2 separate regions of the Mus musculus genome follow, and region 2 is linked to region 1. The links are chromatin contacts, called in public Hi-C maps. All regions are on one chromosome and are shown on one strand. Each heading gives the region's core, a stretch centred on a gene start, on an enhancer-like site or on the middle of the called end of the contact. The rest is flanking DNA. Distances are from core to core; before and after follow the strand shown.

Region 1 (3,218 bases), core at 290-2,789:
GTGCAAACAGAAACTATCTGAGGTGTGGTGCCAGCCCTGCCGGCAAAGCTTTACTGGGACTCAGCACCCGTATCAGCTCCTCATATCAGCCCTCACTCACATCAGCCCTCACTCACATTAGTCCTCATTCACACCAGCCCTCACTCACACCAGCCCTCACTCACATCACCTCCTCACTCATACTAGACCTCACTCACATCAGCTCTGAATGGCCCTTTTCACTCATAGGCCTCTTTCAAAACCAGTCTCAGAAAAAGAAACTAACCCGGGCTCCCACACCTCCCAGGGATCCCTAGGGCTCCAGCTGGCCTGAGCCACCTCTCTCCATCGGCCTGTTGTCTCTGTCTGCACAACTCCAACTCCTCCCCAATACTAGTGGGCACAGGAGCACCAACCGTACCAAGCATCACCACAATTTCTGGACTGGAATAGCAAGGAAAGTAACATTATGAAGTTTATGACTCTGAGAGTCCTGTTCAGCCCACTGATCAAACCTTCTACCTAGTCACTTCACCCTTCCAGGAACCGCAGATCCTAAGTCCCAGTCAGTTACCTCCCCAGCAAGTAACAACAGCAGCCTCCACAGAACCCTTCACGCTGCGTGGCCTTAGAGATCTCAGTTCTGAATCTTCAGAAGCTGCTGAGCTGAGGGGCACCGAATGTCCCAAGTGACCCTGGGGCTCTGTGGGGATGTGTCAAGGTTCCCACTAAAGGCTAAGAGTGTGCCATTCAGTCCTTCCTTATCAGTAATATCAACAAGATCAGGGATTGGCATTAAGAGCAACACCTGCGGGGCTGGTGAGATGGCTCAGTGGGTAAGAGCACCCGACTGCTCTTCTGAAGGTCCAGAGTTCAAATCCCAGCAACCACATGGTGGCTCACAACCACCCGTAACAAGATCTGACTCCCTCTTCTGGTGTGTCTGAAGACAGCTACAGTGTACTTACATGTAATAATAAATAAATCTTTAAAAAAAAAAAAAAAAAGAGCAACACCTGCACAAAACAATCTCGAATCTTCATTTCTCATTTTTCAGTTATCTTTGAGATTTTCAGCACTCTGGAGTTCCCCCCAGCCTCCCAAGAGAGAACCTCTGCACCCTGGTTACTCTGACAGAGCAGAGGCTGAACAGGAGAGGGAAGCATGCCCGACCCACGGGATCCTGCTCACTGATGTGACGGAATCTAACAACGCTGGGCCCTCTTCCTTCCAGAAAACCAGGCTTCAGGAGTCAGCCGTCAATGCCCGGACAAAGAAGGAACTGAGACACAGAGTTCTGGAGAGCGTGCGAAAATATTTTACAAACTTTCAATTTTTGCTTGTTTGTCTTGCATGTGAAGTATTAAGTCTCGACTCTCACACACAGAAACCTCAACAGAAGAAAAGATGGCGCTCTGATTGGGCAGACAGGGCAGAAGGCAACCCATCTGCAGCACACTCTGACCCAAGGCTCCAGACAGACGCTCCCCTTGTGGCCAGTGCAGGCAACCAATCCCAAGTCTCTTCCTGGCTGCACATGGGCAGTCATTAGCTCAGAGAGTCGGGCAATTACTTTCTAGTGTGATGTAAGCTGCTGCAGCCTAAGCCAGCCTCCCTCCCTGCCCAGCTCACTCCAGCCTGCGATGACTTCACCCTTTGCCCTGATTAGGATGCACTCCGCGTGCTGCTTAATACAATCTGCCATCAAATGCCAAGAGCTTCAGAACTAAATTGGGAAATATGTCCAGCTCCACAGAGCGATGCTGAGAGCACTAAGTGGGGCTCCGGATCCCTTTATGAGACACGAGCTCATCGACAGCATGGTGTTCGCCCGCGGCAGCTCTGCCTCTAGCCATCCACCCTGAGAGCACATTCAGGCAGCAAAGAGATTAATAAAGGTAGTGTGCTGTTATAAATCGTTACGGAAACAAAAGCACTGCTGATGAATTCCAAACTACGTGACAAAACCAAGTTTTAGGAGGCTGCTGGACTATCAGGGCCATGTTGAGGGCTGTGTGGATGCATGGCAGTGTGAAACGACGTGGTTAAGACACTTCTGCCTCTTCTACTGTCAGCTGCCATTCAGTGACATTTATACTCAAGTCTGAGAACTAAGAACGGACATCAGAGACTCAGAATTCTTTTCTGCTCTAAGTTAAAGACCTCCGAGCAGCCCTTCTTGCTGGGACACTGGGAATGATTCCTGCACCATCATCCCTGCCCGATGCAATGAGCATGGCCCTTAGAGACAACATATAAGCCTCAGCTGCTCAGCCCCGCTCACCAAACCCAGAAGTCATGGTCCATTCCTCATTGCCTAAGAGAGGTCAGACAAGTGTTCCCCAGAACCATGGGCCCCAGGAGTATCCAGCAAGCAGCGGAGAGGTGCGCAGCAGTGCACTCACCACTCTGCACCATGACACTGGCCTAAGTGCTGCTGGCACTGCCACTCCATGTGGGGAAGCCTTCCAAGCAGAGAGATACAAAGTATAAACTGAACAACAAAGTCAGGCAAAGCCCCACCCTCCTTCCCAGCCGCAAAGCCTAGAGAAGAGGCACCCAGGAAGTCTGTGGGGTGGGCGCTGTTACCCCTCAAGAATATCCTCAGGGCAGCAGGTTTGACCCAGTGAGTCCTCAGAGAGAAGCTTACCCTGTAAGCACTGGTGCAAGCCACACTCTTGCAGAGTGGGTGGAATGGTGAGGCCACACATACGGCCTGATCGATGCCAGAAAGCTCTAAAACCCAACCAAACAGGAGCAGGGGGCTCTGTGATGTGTTACAAAGTCACCCCAACAGGCAGAGACAAGGAGCAGTGATGCAGAGTGCTCTAGCACTTACCCATGATCATCTTCCTGAGGCGGGTCACTCATGAGAGCCCTAACTGGCCTGGACTCCTTATGTAGATCAGGCTAACCTTCAAGACAAATATCTGCTTGCCTCTGCTCCAGGGTGCTGGGATGAAAGGTGAGAGCTACCACACCCAGCTCCACCCACACTTTACAGAAAGAGGGCCCATTTCACAAGGATGCACAAGAAATGGACAACACCAACTTGGCTCCAAAACCAAATGACAGGCAGTAGCTGACAGGCTTGGGGAGGAAGCTCCTGCCCTACACTTCCCATATCTGAAATTCTCAATCAGGAGTCCGAACAAAAGTACTCCAGGGGCTGGAGCAGTGGCTCTGGTTCAAAGTACTGGCTGTTCTGCGAAGGACCTGGATTTAGTTCCCAGAGCCCA
Region 2 (3,218 bases), core at 350-2,849, 80 kb after region 1:
TAGCCCATTGATGTGGCTGAAAGTCAGTCAAGCTGCAGAGTCCTCCTGTCATTTGGTGGTCAGGAGGATGAGGCAGGAGAGCTTCTGGTTACACCGTAGCAGAGTTTTTGAAACAAAAGGAAAGTCACAATAACATCACAGAACTCCAAAAAGGTGAGTTCATAGTTTCTTATCTTTTGGGTTTTAGTTATTTATTTTGGTTTTTTGAGACAGGGTTTTTCTGTGTAGCCCTGGCTGTCCTGGAACTCACTCTGTAGACCAGGCTGGCCTCGAACTCAGAAATCTGCCTGCCTCTGCCTCCCAAGTGTTGGGATTAAAGGCGTGTACAACCACTGCTCGACTTGTTTTCTGTTTGAATACGTCTGTCTATCTCCTATCTATCTATCTATCTATCTATCTATCTATCTATCTATCTATCTATCTATCTATCTATCTTATGTGCATACACATAGGGTAGTACATATGGAGGTCAGAGGACAATCTGTGGGTATCAGATTTCTGTCTTTGGAACACACGGATTCACAGGACTGAAATTAAGTCATCAGGTTCGGTTGCAAGCACCTTTACCCACAGAGGCATCCCTGACTCTTTGGGGTTTTTAAATAAAGGATTCTCTCTGTAACTGTGGCTGGCCTGAAACCACTATATGGACCAGGTTGTATATGGACCACTTCCCTGCTCCTTCAGGCCCCAATCCCAAAGCTGTCCAAAATCCAGTGGCTTGGACATGGTGGGCGGGTCTCTCTAGCACCCTAAGGAGTCCCAGGAGCCTCCTCACTGGTCGGCACCCTCCCCAGAGGACTTCCCAGGCTGGAGCTGGAGCAAAACTGGATTGGTCTTCCTTTGGGTTAGGTAACCTCACTGGGCACCAAGGCAAAGCCTTACAGGGTCGCCAGCAAACTCTGACCCCGTTTGAAAAGATAAAGCCTACAAAGTAAGCAGGCTGCAAGAACTTCTCTCTAGAACCACGTTCTTGGGTGGGGGGTGGGGGGTGGGGAGATGTCTTGAGTGCAAAGGCGACTCGCCCAAGTTGGAGTCCAACCCATCCCGGGTCCCCCGCCTTCATTTCAGGGTTCAGGCTCCCACCCCGGGGTGCGCTTAAGTCAGGTCACCAGAAGGGGGTGCGAACGCGTGTCAGGAATGTGTGCACCCACCCGGAGGCTGACAGGTGCGGAGGCTGTCCCGAAACAGGGCAAGTCGGCTTGAACCCTGCCTCCCACCACCCAGGCCACACAACAGCCCGGGGATCTTTTCGCATTACGGCCGAATTCTCCCGGAGCTCAATTCACAGTGCGCACCGAGCTGGCTTTCCAGGCTATCTCCGAGCTGGAGCCTCCCGCAGCCCGGGAAGCGAAACAGCGGACCCCGGGCCAGCATTCCCGAAGCCCCGCATCCCTGCCTGTCCCCGCCCTGCCGGCGTCTCGAGGGTTAAAAGTTACCTCTCGGCTTTTTCTCCTGCACACACTCCCCACCCCCCGGGCCGGATGATGTAACCCCCTCCCCGCGCCCTCCCCGCCCCCTCCACCATGTGACACTTTAATTAATAATAGCGCCGTCAGCACAACAAACGCGCGGTGAAGGGCGAAACTTGGGGTCCAGGGAGGCTCCTCCGCACGCCATGTGCCCGTGTCCCCGGCATCGCGGCCGCGGGCCCCCGGCCGTGTGCGGTTGCGGCGACGCTCGCCCCGGGCTGCGCTGGGCGGCGGCGCAGGTGACCGCGCTGCGGCTGCAGGCGCTGGGCGACGAGCTGCACCGACGCGCCATGCGGCGTCGCGCGCGGCCCCGGGACCCGCTGCCCGCGCTGCTGCCCGCGCTCCGCGCCCGCTGGCCCTGGCTGTGCGCGGCCGCGCAGGTGGCGGCGCTGGCGGCCTGGCTGCTCGGCAGGCGGAGCGCGTAGGCGGCGCGCGCGGGGCCTTCTTGGTGGGGGGGACCGGAGCCGAGACCCAGCCCGGACCGAGCAACAGGTACGCGGGCAAGCGGGCGGGAGAGCGACAGCGACAGCGGGAGCCAGGGCTCCTCGGCGAGGAACAGCGGACCCGGTCTCCTACTCTTCGCTTGCCCTCTGTCCCTCTTTATCCAGACCCCGAGTATCTGCTCCGCCTCATCCCCCCTACTCTCTCTCTCTCTCTCTCTCTCTCTCTCTCTCTCTCTCCCTCTCCCTCCCTCTCTTCCCTCATTCTCTCTCCTCCTCCCTCTGTTCCTCTCTCCTTTCTCTCTTCTCTTCCTCCCTTCTCCTTCCCCCTCTCTCTTCTCTCCCTCTCTCTCTTCCTCCCTCCTTCCTCTCTCTCCCTCTCTCCTTCCCTCCTTCATCTCTCTCCTCTCTTCTTTCCCTCCACTCTCCATCTCCACTCTCTCCCCCTCTCTCCTTCCTCTCCCTTTCCTTTCCCTCTCTCTCTCCTCTTTTTCCTTCCCTCCTCCCCTTCTCCTTCCTCTCCCTTTCCTTTCCCTCTCTCTCTCCTCTTTTTCCTTACCTCCTCCCCCTCTCCTCCCGCTCCCCTGTCTCTGTTCTGTCTTCACTCTCCCCCCCCTCCCCACTCCTCTCTCTTCTCCCTCACTCTCATCTCTCTTCAGTGTTTTCACTCTCTTCTTTCTCCAATCCCCTGGCTCACGTTATTCTTCCCCTTGTGTAGCTCTCCTCTGCCTTTCCACTTTCTCCTGTTTTCCCTTTCTCCAGTCTGCTTTCTCTCTCCTCTCCCACTACCCCGTGTCCCCCCTTCCTTCTCCACCTCTCTCTCTCTCCCCCCCTTCTCTCTCTCCTCACTGTCCCCTCTCTCCTTTCTCCCTCTTCTCTCTCCTCCTCCTTCCTCTGCAGCATAGTGGTTTTAGAAGGACGTAAGCCACCACAATCGCTGCCAGCCCCAGTAAACACACGCAGTAGAACTGCACCAGTCCGAGCTAAGAGTCTCCCCTAATTATGCACCACAGGTTCTCGAGTCCCCGGCCCTTTTCAAACCGCCTGGTATTCCAACTTGACCAGGTCTCCATATCTCCACTGCCAACTCCCGTCTCCTCAAGGGTCTGCAGTTTGTGGTGATCCCCATTCTCTATGACCCCCCAACTCCTCCCACCCCCGCTCCCGTGGAAGTTTCTCAGGGGTAGGTCGTGGTCCTCTCTCCAAGGCAGGCGCACATCAAGGTCCCATCTCCTGGGTAACTTTGTTGCTCCTTTTACCACGAGGTGTCGCGGTTTACAGCTTGGCCTCCTATCACCTTCCCCAG

The links. Hi-C and Micro-C count contacts between places; a contact is called where the count stands out from the background.
Region 2: a contact with region 1 is called in a Hi-C map of cerebral cortex, with 2.6 times the contacts expected there. The contact joins the promoter of Hrk here to the enhancer-like site in region 1. A contact is called at or near these places in 1 of 39 promoter capture datasets (hippocampal neurons), 5 of 484 Hi-C or Micro-C datasets (the N1E-115 cell line, cerebellar granule neurons, cerebellum and 1 more), 5 of 115 datasets of contacts at active chromatin or transcription factors (VIP interneurons, astrocytes, embryonic stem cells and 2 more) and 2 of 9 other capture datasets (adipose tissue and pancreatic islet).

The regions. Positions count from the first base shown.
Region 1 is chr5:118,087,777-118,090,994 of GRCm38.p6, forward strand. The region is part of intron 7 of Fbxw8 (F-box and WD-40 domain protein 8); the gene reads right to left. Among named protein-coding and RNA genes, the nearest start is that of Gm30466, 19 kb to the left of the region's middle. Within about 2 kb of position 1,540, at least 85 of the 459 cell types and tissues checked have an H3K27ac peak or open chromatin away from gene starts, as enhancers often do. A contact at or near this core is called in the N1E-115 cell line, adipose tissue, cerebellar granule neurons and 3 more, where this site is marked.
Region 2 is chr5:118,168,165-118,171,382 of GRCm38.p6, forward strand. Hrk (harakiri, BCL2 interacting protein (contains only BH3 domain)) reads left to right here and starts at 1,600. Exons shown (of 2, transcript NM_007545.2): 1 at 1,600-1,964. The coding sequence starts at 1,619. The coding sequence ends at 1,897.